2 separate regions of the Mus musculus genome follow, and region 1 is linked to region 2. A link is a contact called in public HiChIP or PLAC-seq data. All regions are on one chromosome and are shown on one strand. Each heading gives the region's core, a stretch centred on a gene start, on an enhancer-like site or on the middle of the called end of the contact. The rest is flanking DNA. Distances are from core to core; before and after follow the strand shown. Region 1 overlaps Tmem266 (transmembrane protein 266). Region 2 holds the start of Tmem266 (transmembrane protein 266).

Evidence for each region. HiChIP or PLAC-seq counts read pairs in DNA pulled down with a chosen protein or histone mark.
Region 1: a contact with region 2 is called in an H3K4me3 HiChIP or PLAC-seq map of bone marrow-derived macrophages, with 3 times the contacts expected there. The contact joins the enhancer-like site here to the promoter of Tmem266 in region 2. A contact is called at or near these places in 7 of 39 promoter capture datasets (3T3-L1-derived adipocytes, cancer-associated fibroblasts, embryonic stem cells and 2 more), 4 of 15 datasets of contacts at CTCF or cohesin (CD8 T cells, the NIH/3T3 cell line, pro-B cells and 1 more), 84 of 484 Hi-C or Micro-C datasets (the 3T3-L1 cell line, the AML12 cell line, B cells and 42 more), 21 of 115 datasets of contacts at active chromatin or transcription factors (the 230-238 cell line, CD8 T cells, PVALB interneurons and 14 more) and 4 of 9 other capture datasets (adipose tissue, liver, macrophages and 1 more).

What each region holds. Positions count from the first base shown.
Region 1 is chr9:55,372,278-55,379,857 of GRCm38.p6, forward strand. It overlaps Tmem266 (transmembrane protein 266), which reads left to right. Exons shown (of 11, transcript NM_172923.4): 2 at 5,203-5,336. The coding sequence starts at 5,299. Among named protein-coding and RNA genes, the nearest start is that of Tmem266, 49 kb to the left of the region's middle. Within about 2 kb of position 5,539, at least 21 of the 459 cell types and tissues checked have an H3K27ac peak or open chromatin away from gene starts, as enhancers often do. A contact at or near this core is called in the BV-2 cell line, Th17 cells, bone marrow-derived dendritic cells and 1 more, where this site is marked.
Region 2 is chr9:55,325,461-55,333,212 of GRCm38.p6, forward strand. It overlaps Tmem266 (transmembrane protein 266), which reads left to right and starts at 1,453. Exons shown (of 11, transcript NM_172923.4): 1 at 1,453-1,540.

The DNA.
Region 1 (7,580 bases), core at 4,289-6,788, 51 kb after region 2:
AGTGCCAAATTAGAGAGTTCACCCGTGAACCCAGGAATCTGGGCCCTGTGAGCTCCCAGGTCAATGTGGTACTGAAATAGTTTTGAGAACCCCTGATCTAGAATGTCAGAAACACGTGGGACATTTAACAGACTTCTCTTCTTCCACTTGTGTGTTTGAATTGACATTATCACAGAGTAGTCTATGAATTTATATTTCCCAATGGGTCAGAGTGAAACTAGACAAAGAAACCAATGAAACAGGTATGAACACAGCCAAGGGCTGTCACTTGACATAAGGATGGAGAATGAGCCCAGGGACCTCTGGGGACAGGAGAACTAAATTAAGCCTTTTTTTTCCCTACTTGGTAGTTAAGAAGTCAGTTGGTCTTAGAAGCCCTTTGAAACCCCAGATCCCAAGGACGGCCGATTTGCTGCAACAGTCACACATGGTATCAGTAAATCACACACGGTCAACAGGTATAGAGCCTAGAACTCTACTGCGATCTACGCGCAGCTTCTACCCACGCGAGCCAGACACTGTGGTTCTTCTCTCTCCTTCTTTTACCAGGTTTATGAGGCAGCAGGTTTGCACTTCAGATGTTCATTTATAGAGTGCCAGACTACACCTGCTTCGTGCTAGACTTGTGCTTTGGGGTGGTTTTGTTTGGAAAATATTATTTTTAAGTAACAGCCAGGCTGCGTGTTCCTGTCATCTCAAAGCATTTTGTCCTCTAAAATATGCTGCTTGCTAAGGACCAGAAGTTCCAGCCACAGTGGCTAGTTACTGTCCGTCTAATATGACTCCACCCTCTTCCCGGCCTTACGATTGCTGCTGTGCTAAGAGGCAGACCTTCCTTAAAGCTGCATCTCATCTCTTCTCCAAGAAACTGTTACCACCTGTCAAGGACTCTGCTTCCCACCCAGCCCTGGCATCACAAGTGAGCAACTCCATGACGCTTCTAAATACGGCAAACACCATATCAATCATTTTGAAAGATGATGAGAGAGAAAGTTATTGTTCTGAAACCTAATTTAAAAATGTATTTTTTTTCTCTGTGTTAACTATTTTAGTCTGGTTAAACCATTGATAGGGAAAAGCTTGTACTCATAGAAGCTGATTGATAAGTACTAACAAAATTAAACTCACCATTTTGTAAACCTAGTAAATGTATGAATGAATGGATCTAGTAAATCGTCAATGGCTGTTAATGTCATGAAAGGAGAGCTACTAAGGTAGCGTCCGTTTATTAGAGGCTGTGATACGACCGATAAAGTCTTGTAAAAAATGAACTTGAATGTAGTTAAAGTCTATAAGTAATTAAAATTTACAGGAAGTATATGAGACAGAGGAACGTAATGATTAATTATATCTATTGAAGGGATACAATAACCACAATCCAAGATTAAATGACAAATGACCAGTTTTTGTTTGTTTGTTTGGGTTTTTTTTGGTTTTTCGAGACAGGGTTTCTCTGTACAGCCCTGGCTGTCCTGGAACTCACTTTGTAGACCAGGCTGGCCTCGAACTCAGAAATCCACCTGCCTCTGCCTCCCGAGTGCTGGGATTAAAGGCGTGCGCCACCACGCCCGGCTGCAAATGACCAGTTTTTAATCAATATTGTGCACAAGAAAAGGATGCTTGCAGAGTAGCCTAGAGATATAAAGTATGGTCTGGCTTGGCTCCTGTTTGAGGTATTGCTCTGTTTTGTTCTATGACTGTGATAAAGACAAACACAACTTGGGAAGGGAAGAGTTTACTTTACCTTGCCAGTGACAGTTCATCAGCAGCACACAGGCAGGAACACAAGGCAGGAACTGAAGGTGGGAGCTAAAGCCGAGACCGTGGAAAAATGCTGTTTCCCCGGCTTGATCAGTTTGCTTGCTTGTATAACCCAGGTCCACCTGCCCAGGGTAGCACCGCCCACAGTAGGCTGGGCCCTCATACATCAATCACCAATCAAGAAGATGCCCCACAGACTTGCCTATAGACCAGTCTGATTGAGGCGTTCTCTCAAATAAGGTCCCCCTTTCCCAGATGACCACAACTTGGATCAAGTTGACAAACAAGCAAACAAAAACAAAGAAAACCAAATCCAACCAGCGCAGTTCCTTGTTGAAAAAGCCTTTAAGACATTATAGGACTGGCAAAGAAATGTTTAATGTTAAGAAGATATTGATGTGGGAGTGATAGTACCTTTTGTGGTATGCTTTTTTAAATATTTTAATTTAAGTTTATTATCATTACTATTTGTTATTATTATCAACAGCTATAACTGTAGAGACAGGGGCATCACTATGTCATCCTAGTATCCATGGGCTGGAATCACAGATGTGAACAACTACACTTGGCTTTCTATGATTTTTTTTTGTTTGTTTCTAGGATGGCAGTTGTAATGTTTTCCCTTCCATTTTGGCATTATCTGTGTGCATATTCTCTGTCTCTCTTTTTTTTTTCTTGATAAGGTGGTATGCTGTTTAAAAGGATTTTTGTGAGCCTTAGCCATTAGTGAACTGAAAAATGAGTGGCAGGGAGGGACTTACCTGGGAGAGGAAGGAAGGAGCACCACAGAGGGAGAAGGAAGGAGGAAGGAGGAAGGAGGAGGGAGAAGGAAGGAGGAGGGAGAAGGAAGGAGGAAGGAGGAGGGAGAAGGAAGGAGGAAGGAAGAGGGAGAAGGAAGGAGGAGGGAGGAGGAAGGAGGAGGGAGGAGGAAGGAGGAAGGAGGAGGGAGAAGGAAGGAGGAGAGAGAAAGAAGGAGGAGGGAGGAGGGAGGAGGGAGAAGGAAGGAGGAGGGAGAAGGAAGGAGGAAGGAGGAGGGAGAAGGAAGGAGGAAGGAGGAGGGAGAAAGAAGGAGGAAGGAGGAGGGAGGAGGAAGGAGGAGGGAGAAGGAAAGAGGAAGGAGGAGGGAGAAGGAAGGAGGAGGGAGAAGGAAGGAGGAGAGAGAAAGAAGGAGGAGGGAGGAGGAAGGAGGAAGGAGGAGGGAGAAGGAAGGAGGAGGGAGAAGGAAGGAGGAAGGAGGAGGGAGAAGAAAGGAGGAAGGAGGAGGGAGAAGGAAGGAGGAAGGAGAAGTAACATTAAAAATGTTTGAAAAAGCCATAGGGAATCATATCATTTTATGGGTACTTAAAATCACACACACACACACACACACACACACACACACACACACACAGAGAGAGAGAGAGAGAGAGAGAGAGAGATTACAGATATTACACCAATTACGGTGACACAATTTCTTCCCAAAAATAAATCTGGAGACTACTTAACAAGCACTCCAGTGGCTAGCATGGAAACCTTCCTTTGAATTTTTGCTCAGGGAAGTCCAGGAGATTCCCAAGACAATATAGTCTGTTGCTGTGGCCCTTGGTGCCCTTCAGAAAAAGAAGGTAAGATCCTCTTACTGAAGATACATTTTGGACACTGGATTTAGAAGAATCAATCTGGGACTGACCTTGAGGCCTCCTCCCTGCAGACCAGCTCTTACAGTTTCAGAAGGAGCAGAGCAAGCTGCCAATGCAGAGAAGTAATTAATAATAGTCAGACCTAACTGTAACACCATGATAGCCAGGATGGCAAGAGATACTGACAGGCACAGTAGTGGCATTCCCAACATGGAGGTAAACAGGAGTCAGCTAAATTGGACTTAACAGCCTGATCAGCATGAAGGAATTCATGCCAGGGACTGTAGTGTCGGGTAAGGCCATATAACCTAGAGAGACCCCACTCCTGCCAGCTTCCTAACCTATGTCATCTCTAACTGTGATCTAAATCTTATCCTCACATCCACAGATAGTGTAGCTCCCGCCCCTTGGCAAAGAAGCGTCTTCTTTTTGCAGCAGAGACGACTTCAGAAAGCCACTACTGGTCAAAATGCAGACATCGACTGCCTGTGGGGTTGATGTACCTTCAGCACACACCCACACTTAAGACTCAGGGGAGATCACAGAAGAGGGGTAGAAAGATCAAAGGAACCAGATAGCTAAGACAGTTGCTATGAGAGTCTCTTAAAAAACAAAACAAAACAAAACAAAACAAAACAAAACAAAAAACAGAGAAGACATAAAGAAGACTGAAAAGGAGAGAGGTGGAGGAATTTAACTGTGGTAATTTGAGTGAGAATGGCCTCCCTCCATAGGCTCATATGTCTGAATACTTGGTCCCCAACAGGTGAAATTGTTTAGGAAGGATTAGGAGGTGTGGCCTTGCTGGAGGAGGTTGTCGCTGGAGGCCCACACCATCTCTAGTTATTTCTCTCTCTGCCTCATGCTTGTGGACCAGATGTAAGGTCTTGGCTATTGCTCCAACACCATGTCCCCCGATGTGGGGATCGCCTCAGTTCTCTCAGTGCCAGGAAGACATTGTGAGAATGCTTATGAAGAGAAGGGGAAGTTGGGATTGATTAAATGTGCATGGTGGGGTAGCAAATTTTATAGTACCTACTGAATAACTTAATATATAGCCCCCCCCCCCGCGCCAATACTGTTAGGGAGTGTCCTCTGTTTAATGTTTAGACCTCTCTACTGTGTCTGAACCCGTTGTCCTCCCTGTTAACCTCTGGTGTCGAATGACTGCTGTATTGAGCTCCGCACAGTTCTAGAGAGCTCTCCTCTCCTTTCCGGTCACTCAGAATCGAGCCCTTTCCCGGGTTCCTCCTACACCATGAGTCTAAGCTCCTTGTTGATCGCCAGGTCTGTGTTCCCCATCCTGAGAGTCCTTCCCTCCTGTGTGGTATAGCTGATGTCTCCCTTTCTTTGTCTCTCTAGAGCCTCCTCTCTGAGCAGCTTCGGGTCAGGAGAATGAGGTTTTTATCCTGTGAGAAATTCTTGTAGGAACAGTAGTTTGTAGCACAGCGCAGCCTACAAGAGGATGACCCTTGTACAACCTCCACCGTAGCTTGTCTGAACACATCCAGAAACAGAGTCTCTGTCTGCCTTGTCCTCTCTGCAGGCTGTACCTGCACACAGAGGACTCCTCTGTGGCACTGTCACATTGGATAGTTATTGGGAATAACATGGGTAAATGAGGAAGCCTGGAGGGCTGGGGACGGAGAAGCACGGCCCCTATAACTACCACTCCACGGCATTACCGGAAAGATCCATTCAGCAGGGCCAGCAAGAACAGCACTACATGGGAGGCAGTGCTAAGCACTCCATTTTTAGAAGAGATTAGGAGGAATTCAGTTTGGCAATATTGAAGGTAATAAATCCCCATTTATCATTTCAGGGTACTCTATTTTCATGAATCTTGTAAAAGCCCCACTTGGAAATGCTAAGATCAGACATAAGGACAGCTGAGCCCCACTAGACATCACGAAAAGCCATGGCTTTGGTTACATCTTTCAACATGGCCAATCCACAGTAAGTACCATCAGGACCTGCTCTCCAGACCTAGAACGTGGCTGTGAGTCTCTCTCAAGATGAAGGTCTGCTACTTCAGACACCTGAAGCAAACCTCAGAATAAAACGAGGAAATGTAAAAATCACGAGAAGGTTCCTAAAAGCAGGCTTTATGAAACCAGGCAGAGGCCTCCTAAGTGAGAGTTTCTTTCAGTTCCCAAAACCCAAGCTGCCTTATGGACAAAGCACTTGATCTTAACACGTGTCAGTGTGGTAACTAGTCAGGTGGCAATTTATTTTCTGTCTGGCAACTCACTGGTAAATAATACTGAGATAAAAACAACACTCCTTCCATTACACTATGCTGTCCCAGCCTCTTTCGCTGTGTGTCTGGCTCCTGAGTCATCAGAAGCCTGCTGGCTCCTGGCTGCGTTCTCTGTGTCACTGCCATGCTCTGGGACAACCCACCTCAACACGGCACAACACGAGATCACACGGCTGGGTCACAGAATCATCCAGATGGGTCTGCTGATCTTCTCTGGGATTGGCCTTCACTGTTGGGCCTTGTTGTAGAGCTGCCAGCAGAACAGGGGGAGAATAAACTCCAGTCAGTGTGTCTCTATTCATCCAACTGACTAGGCTGGTCGCTCTCTGCTGCTGACATTGGTGGGATAAGAGCCAGACAGATGCTTCTCATGCGTCTGCTGGTATCATACCTACTGTCGTCCCATTGACCAAAACCAAGTCATGTGGCTGGACACACAATCAAGGGATTGAAAAAGATCTCTGTCTCTCTCTCTCTGTCTCTGTCTCTGTCTCTCTGTCTCTCTCTCTGTGTCTCTCTCTCTGTGTCTCTCTCTCTCTGTGTCTCTCTCTCTCTCTCTCTCTCTCTCACACACACACACACACACACACACACACACACACACAGTTCCTTTTGACCAAAGAAGGTGCAATGCCACGTGACAAACTGGCTAATAAAGGTGGCGTTTACCCCTTCAAGGAAGCGGAATAGAGCCACTAATGCACTTTCCCTGTAGTGTTCTTCACATACAAGACCAAAGTGTACATTCCATAATGAGGCTGTGAGCCCTAAGAGTTTCATTGCCACCAAAGGAAGCTTTTAGTCTCTGCTGACATGATCACGTGGTCAGAGATGGAGCTGAGCCACTGTCAAAAACAGACTAGAGGGCAGAGATGTGAGGAGGGCAGATGTAACTTGCCCGACACCCTTTAGAATTGTTCCCTGTTAGTTTCAGAAACATAACTCCTGCCTTCTTAGAGCACCTCGTTGATTAGAAAGTTGTTTAGAAGGTTTGTTCAATTAAAAGAAAAATCCCATTTCCTTGAACAGTTCCTAAGAGAACAAACCCAACCTAGCATGTAATTTTTAGGAAACATCTGGGGTAACTGGGATTCCCCCAGAAACACCCACTCCTTTATATCAGTTGTTGGGAGACACAGAAACTGCACATCTGATGACTTTCTGTCTACAGCTCTTGAGTCATTTTGTAAATGTCACACTGTGATGAGTGCCATTATCTGTGCTTGGAGAAAAACCCAAGGCTTAAGGATGGGGGCGGGGGGCTATGAAAACAAATCTGGGTGTTTGGAATTACCCGGTGAATGTGGGTGACCCAGGTAGCCCACCTGTAACCCTTGAACAATCCCAGCAAAAGGGTCAGTTCTACGGACTCCAGCAACTGCTACTGTGTCACTTGTTGGCTTTCAGATGGTTAGAAACACTAGGAATTTAGCGTGTTCTCACAGTGCCCAAGTGGGACTTGTCATCAGAAGCTCCATGCTTCTTAGATCCATAGCAGACCACAGAGTGGGAAGGAACAGCCCTTAGAAAGCCTAGAGAAACGAAGGCTTGGGAAAGCACCACAGAGAGTGGTACCAAAGCCCAAGAGCAGCCTACAGCAGGCAGGCTGCCTCGGTGTTGTCAGTGGCTCCTCATCCCCATGCATGGACCCTCCACATCCCAGATGTTAGGTCTCTACTGTCTCATGCATGCTACGTTCCCTTTCAAGCTTAGCAGTGTGGCCAGAGACACAAGACTCAGCCTCTCAGGTTCTGCAGACTGAGACAGGGCCAAGAGTGTATAGGAGGGACCAACAATCCTGTCCCAGGAAGGGATGGCCAAGGTCTCCAACCTAGTACCTCCCACCAGGAGATGTTTGGTGGCATGGTAGATGCTGTGTTTGGTAGTACAGTGCACAGCTGTGTTTGGTAAGCCTGGTGCACAGCTGTGTTTGGTAAGCC
Region 2 (7,752 bases), core at 203-2,702:
GTCTCCCATTCGGTAGGGTAGTCTGTCTCCTCCCTCTTGATTTTCTGGCACATGGGGTAGGGGTGGGGAGTGATTAGTTTCATGCAATCTCATTAATTCCAGGGATTATTGTTTGTGCTTGTTATTGGAGTCTAATTCAGGAAATCTTTGTATCTCAATGTTTTGCCAGATGGCTAACCAGCGAAACACTGTCATGAATGCTGTTCAAAGCCCTTAAGGAAACTTAAGTGTAGTTCTACTAAATGGGGGGTCACGGGGAGGTAGTATGGAGGGAGGACAGCATTTCTACTTTCCAGTCTATTTATGCCTAGAACCAGTAGGGGGAAATCCTGTCAAGCCAAATAACTTCTACAACTGTTTTCTCCAAGGACCCCCTGCCCCCCGAAATTAGACATTACAGATGGTTAAGAAATGTTGGTAGGTGAGGACTAAACAAAGACATACTTTTCCATGTACATTCCTTGTCTAGACATTTCTGTATCTATTAAAAAACCGATCCGAGCCCTTCAGGCGGTTCTATGTATGGTCTGGGTTTTAAAGCTTTCAATTCTAATTTCTACCGTTTTGCTAGTGGAAGAGAAGGCAAGAAAGTCGCAGGCGTTCCTGAAGGCCACGTGAACCTAACCAAATAGTGATTATTCTGGAGGGGAAGCCAATGGGGGAGAACCCCAAAGTCACTCAGGAACTTTGTGCCCTAGAGAAAGAAGGGTTTCCGATCTTTAAAGTATCTAACATAAGAAGGCCAAAACCCCAAAGGAAAGCGGCTATTTTTAAAAAACTGTTTTTAAAAACTGTTCACAGCAGTAAGCTTTTTTTTTTTTTCCTTTTCACACGTGAGGCTTTTTTTTTTTTTTTTTAAACCCCCAGATTGCTCAGTCACTCTGTCTACTCTAGGCATTCTCAATCGGGACAGGCGCTTCAAGGGCAGAAAACTCTTCATTTACAATACATGACCAACACGCACAGTGTATCTGTCACGTGAGAATGTGATGGGGACCACCGAGGGGTGGGCAATGCCTTCAAAGGCTCCTTGGGGCAATGCACACACCAGGGGCGGCAGGCAGAAACCTCGGAGGACACTGCGCGCCGCTACTCACAGCACAGTGTGTGAAAACGCACCCAGGGCGGTACCGTGGGACCGCAGGCGCCCGCCCGCCCTCGGCCGCACCAGCCAGCCTCCGCTTCGAGCTCCTGCCCCCTGTCACCCGCGCCACGAGGCCCGCTTGCCCTTCGCCGGGGGTGACTGCCCACACGCGGCCCCCGCTGGTCGCAGTTTCCTAGACAGCCGCGCGGCCCCTCTGCAGCCTCCGGAACGCGCGAGCGGGAGCGGGAGCGGGCAGCGAGAGCGCAGGCGCGGGCCCGGGAGAGCCGCCGTCCCGAAAGCGCGTGCGCGCGCGCTCGAGCGGGGTGGGCGGAGGGGCGGAGGGAGCGGCGGGGCCGCGAGGGGGCGGGGGGGTGGGGGGGCGGAGAGGGGAGCCCCGGGAGCGGGAGCGCGGGCCCGGCGCTGCAGAGCAGAGCGAATCCTGAGCTCCGGCAGCAGGTACGTGTTCTTGCAGCCGGCAGCCGCCGGGGCTTCCCCGGCTGTGGCCCGGGCGGGCGGGTGAGGGAGGCAAAGGTAGGGGCCGGATCGTGGTTTGCAGGGTGACTGCCCTGGAGGACTAGGATCCTGCAGCTGACCTTCATGTCCCGGGCTGGGGAGCCGGACGACCATCCTCTGGGGAGCACGGGGTCTTCAGATCCAGACTGGGGATCTGCTTGTCACATGCTTCTTATTTATTTTTGCAAACTGTCCTGGTTCGGGTCCAGCTGCGGATGCCTTCCCTCCTATTCTTTGCCTCTGTGTGCCATCTTGCATTTATTAATAAAACATGAAAGCTGGGGGTGCGGGAGGTTTGCTTCTAAGGGGAATCCCATTGCAGTATAGCAAGTGGACGCCTATTTTCGGTTTTCAGACGTGGTGTAGAGGTGGAAATCCCACACCCTAGGGGTTTGTGGCTTTGCTGGTCGTGACCACTTCCTAGTGGGCTTCCCCGGTTTGTCGCTAGGTGCCCCAGCGGCAGGATGGACGGTCTGGAAAGGATGGAGGGTTTCATGTCAGCCTGGCGTACTGTTCCGAGGACAGGTGCAGACAGTTCCCTGCTTGCTAACTTGCCAGGGAGGTTTAAACCCAGGAAAGAAATTCTTTCTAAATTGTTAATAGGAGGCCTTGAATTGAGCATCTGAGTCTTGCTTACTCAGACTCATCGCGGTTTTGCATCTGAAGCCGATTAAAGCTAGCCACCTGTTGGAAGTCAGACCCCATACTCCATTCTGTTTCATAGTCACCAATACTGAAATAATGAGGTCCGTAAGACCCCATTCTATCCTCTTTAAATGTGTTGCCTGCCAATTCTTTCTTTTGAAATAAATTCTCATTTTTTCCATTATATAGTTTAGACTGAAATATGATTTACTTATATTCCATATACATACATCACCATATTCTAAGCACTGGGTTTCTCTTCAGGGTATATTATCTATTTCCCTAGCTTTAACTTGGCTGTGAAGAAGAGTGGGGAAAGTGGACTGTATGTAACTGCTCCCTATGGCCCTCCCCCAGGAATAATATAGTGAAAAGAACAGAAAGAGCCGGAAGCACAAAATGAAAATGACTCGCAAGCTGTGGGGGTCCAGCAGCTGGACTGTGGTACCACATTAAACCAGGAGATGTACTTGTAGGGACCCAGTGCTGAGCTAAACGCCATTTGTGGCTCATTTCCTTGGGTCTTCACTGCAAGGCTGTCATCTCTGTGTTGGAGATGAAGAAGCTGGCACTTAAGGGGTTAACTGACTTACCCAAGGTCGCTCAGTCAGGAGCAGGGTAAAGATCCAGTTCATCTGCATCACACCCGATTGCAGATTGCAGGACGCTGGGGGCTCAGCATTCAACTTCAGTGTTGCTACCCCATCCGTCTTTTCATTAAGATCGGGTTCACGTGTGAGCGCATAGGCCCTGATGCAATTTTCCATTTCACAGATCCCGTACCAATTTTGTGGCTTTCCAAGATGAGAAACTGGTGTTCATGAGTGGCACCGCGTGTAATTTCTTTTGTGGTGACACTGAGCCTATTTTTAAACACAGGGTCCAAGGCATCCTGCATTAAAACTACCTCACATAATCAATTATGTTCAGTTTAAACCCACAAAGTACCTACAGATCATGTGGGTGCTGGCGTACTCTTCACACCCTCGCCCTGCCCTACCTGTTTGAGCACCATCTCTTGTTGTCACTGCTGGTCGTCACTCCACTGTCTTGTCACACTTGTGGGTGCTATGAGGGGGTAAATGACTCCATGTCAGCCATGTGGCACAGTCTGGTGTCTACAACCATGGCAACTATTCACTAAAAGCTCTTAGAATGTATCCATTTAACTATGGAGATATATATACATACATACACACACACACACACACACACACACATATATGTAATCTCTCTTTTCACAAGTGCATTCTTACAGCTCAGGTGTTGGACTTGGTTACACATTTGTAGCAGTTTTCATGGACTTACAAGCTGTTATAGTTTTGTGAATGGAAAATTCACCTAACAGAGTTGCTAGATTTTATACTCAGGCTGTGCAATGGAGCTAGTAGTGAGAAAGGTATGGTTGAACTTAGAGAATTAACTGGAAAGCACATCATATGGAAGACACAGCTTTTAATGATGCACACACTGGCTATGATAGATAACAGTAAGTGAGATATATAAAATTGTTTACTCTAAATTCTAAAAGCTGTTTTCCTTGGACATGAGCCTGGTTTGAGCAGAATGTTACCTCCATCACGATACTGACGTCTACTGATAGCAGACAATTTGTATAGAAGATTTGCCTCTTAGAAAATACTCCGTTTTAGAATAATTCAATTTCCAGTGCTTATGGAAATGCTGAGGTGGAATTTTTCTGCCCTGGAGATTTCCAAGCCTATGGTCAAAAACTCGGGATGAGTCCTGACAGCACTGAGAAGAGGACGCAGAAAGAGAGAGGTGTTGCTGATTTCTGGGGAAGAAAAGGGCTCTCTTTCCCTTGGGAAGTGTCAGGATCTTCTCCAAGAAGGAATCTCATAATTGCCAAGCATGAGGTAGACTGGTTGCCTTCCATGCAAACAGAATTTTATGTAATGCACAGATGAGCTCCATTCTCTGTGCACAGGTCGACTCGGGAACTGTAAACAAGCAAACAACCAAATATTCTGGACTATGTCTTCCTTTCTTGAAACATTTGTAAACTTGGAAAAGCCATGCCGGCCATTATGAAGGCATCTGTGTGACTTTTTATTCCTTTCACGGAGGGTGAACATTTCAGAGGGGAGAGGAAGGACCACCATTTTCATGCTACATGTTTGGCTGTAACCGGTTATTGTGTATGTTTTAATGCATTGGTGAACAAGACACTGTGAGCTGTCTTGTGTTGGCTGACCATGCAAGTTATTTAGTTATGACATGGAGTTTTACTTGTTTCCCTTAATTTAGTGTTTTTAAATTAAAAAAGATTTAGTACCAATACCGTGAATCACAGAAATTCATAGATAGTTTATATGGAAGGACTTTAATTTCATTGGTTTCTGCTTTTGAAACCCATCCCCTCAATGGTTCAAATGGAACAAGCTGGGGTCATGGATGCTGGCCGAGGACCATCTCAGAACTCATTTGGGACCTTCTGTGGTTGAGATCTCATCTGAGGATCCTAGAACTCCCTAGAAGTTCCTGAAGTTGGGTCATAGCAACCTATCTTAGGATGAAGTCTATATAGAGCAGGCCAGAAAGCTAATTCCCCTGCATCAGTCAACACTGGCCTATGCTACGATTTTTTTTTTTTTCCAAATGTAATAAATGTTCATGGTAGAATGTTCAGTTGTTTTTTAAAAAAAGGAAATTGAAAGTCTTTGATAATCCTATTACTAGTAGCCCCCATTGACAGCTTGGTGTGGACTGTTCCAGATTTTTAAGTACAGAAACTAAAATGTTATTTTCTTACAACTACCATTTTCATAGACAAATAGATCTTTTCAGTTTGTTTTCTTGCACCTGCCAATACATCTTTGATGTCTGAGAGGCCCTTGAATGGCCAGCTTCTAAACATTTTCATTCCCACTTAGTGGGAGCCCAATGGGAAGAGCCCTACAACTAGGGAAAGGCTGCGGGAACTGATGGGTGTTATGGTAGGAAGCTGATGTGTGCTGGGTCCTGGTGGGGAGTTTCATATTCCATGTCTCTTTGCAGTTACCCTTTGTGGCCCGGTATGCAAATGAGGAGCTGGGAGCCCCAAATATGCAACACAGGGAAAGACCTGATATCCAGGCTGTGTCAGTGAGACTCAGACCCTGGGCTAGGAACAGACCTGATTTCCAGGCTGTGTCATTGTGACTCAGACACTGGGTTTTTCCTTTCTCAGCTCTGATTGCAAGGTGAAGTGGTCTCTGCCTCTTTGTTCTCTGACCTTCCATCCCATTCCTTCCTCTCTACCCATACTAGCCTCTCTGTTGTTTCTCTGCCTCCGGGTCTTGGCTATAATAGGTTTTCTCCCAGGAACACTCTTCCTGCAGGTTCTGCAGGCTCACTTCTTTACCTCCTTGAGGCTTTGCTTAAAGTCTAACTGTGCCTTCAAAAGCCCTTAGCTTTTCTTCCTGTCTCGTCTGCATTCATAACACCCACTAGCACACAGCATTAAGTCTTCCTTGAGTTAATATCCATCTCCTCCATGGAACGAACACTACAGAGGCAAAGGTTTTGCCTGTCCTTACTCTCCTATCCCTGGAACTGTAGAAATGGGGCCGACAACTCACGGTGGCACCCTCGGATCCCTTCAGCTTCCCACATTTCTTGTTTTCATTAGTGGTGACTCTCACTGTTCCCTGCAGTGGCTTTATATGTTCCTTACAGCAACACCAAGGAACATGCAAAAAGAATTAGGAAAAATGTGTCTGTCTTTTGCTCCAATGCTGTAAGATAGGCAACTTGGGAGAATCAGGCAGTGTAGAGATGGAGAGGAAGTCCCTGAGTGTTGTTCTGAGGGTATGACGGGGCAGCAAAACATAAGGAGAGGCCCATGACTGTGGGGATCTGGTGAGGCTTCTACTTGGGCTGCACAGAGCTTCTGACGACTTCCAAAGGAGGAGACTCCAGAATGCTTTGCTGACCACCAAGTTTTCAGCCCGTGTCACTAAAAAGAAAATCTATGCTCACTCATGCCAGTGTTTTCACCCAGGCAGGCTAATCATTGTGCTCCCTGTGGTAACTGGCTGCATTGTTTAGACATTAAATAGCTGTTGCTGTCTTTCCTGTTGAAGTTAGGGTTCGCTCTCATAGCACTTACCAGTTTGTCTGGGAAGTATGGTTAGCAAGCATGAGGTAGAAGCACTCAGATTCCTTTGGCCAAACAAACCTGAATGTGCAGTTTGCAGGAGAACTGTTTGGGACAGAACAAAATTGTAGGCACTTTGGGGACTGATTCATACCTAGAACTCTATATAAGGAACTGTACTGGGGTGCTGAAGGGAGCTGACAGGCATGGAAAGAGGCTCCGATAAAAGACCAACTCCCCTCTTCCTCCTCTTCCTCGGCTGCACTCGTGGCTCTGAATTGTTTGCCCTAAGTAGACTTCCTTTTGAAAAGCTGCAGTCCCCCTAAACCTGTGTTTGATTTGCAATAGAAACTATCCAGTACCTGGCATGAAAACTGATAGCTGCCGTCCTAACCACTCATTAAAACAAAGGGTCTGCCCCAGAATGTCTGTTTAGCAGCTCAGGTGACTGGGATCAGTCAGATGTTCTCAGGGTAGAGCCCTGGTGCAATGGCTTTCGGATGCTTTCCGTCCTCAAAAGAACTCCAAAGCAAGCTGTGTGGGTCTGATGCAATGTCTCCCTCCCTAGTAGTTTCCTTAGAAAGAGTTAATTTTTTTGCATTTGCCTGCATGCAAAGGAGCTCATTGTCTCTTGCCATAATTACTAAAATGTGTTCTTTTTGAGAGAGTAGGTTATTTCAAACCCTCGAATAAAGTTGAGGTTGCACCTCATCAGGCTTGCTCCTTGAAACCTTCCTCCTGTCCTCCCTGCCAGTCCCTCTCCAAGGCTAGATTTGCCGTTCTCCTTGCCCCGCAGGAGACTCCTGTCCTCACCTCTCTTCCCACAGAGCTCCGGTAAAGGTCACAAATCTGATAGCTGTTTCTCAGATTTCCTTCCTGATGGCTCAGCAACACCTGAGCCTGCTGCTGCTTCCTGGAAGCACTCTGTCCATCTGCCTCTTTGCACTTCCTGATCTGCCCCAGGCCAGTGTTGTTAAGGCCTGAACTCTACCCTGGATCTAAATCCTGGCCCTTGCTTGCACTTGCTCGCAGTGGAACTTGAATAGTTAACTGTCTCCCTGTGGAAGAGCTATGTCATGGCTTCGGGAATGACGATGAAGAGAGCATGGCACAAGAGCAGCAGTCACTAAATGTCACCTTTGATCATTAATGCTCCCCTTGTATCTTGAGAGGAAAAATAAAACCCACTTTTCCCTCTAAGACTGGTTCTTGTTCGGTCGCCCTCCAGCCCCTTCTTTGCAGTACATTCCCCACTGGGCCACTTTCACCTTGTCCTGCTATGCCCCACTTCACTGCCAGAGGGATAAAGAGGGCTGTGCCTGTCTGCATGCCTGCCTGCCTGCCAGGGAGCCACGGAGTGCAGCCTGCTTTGTGACGTCAGCAGCGTCCTCCCTTGGGCATGAAGCCTATC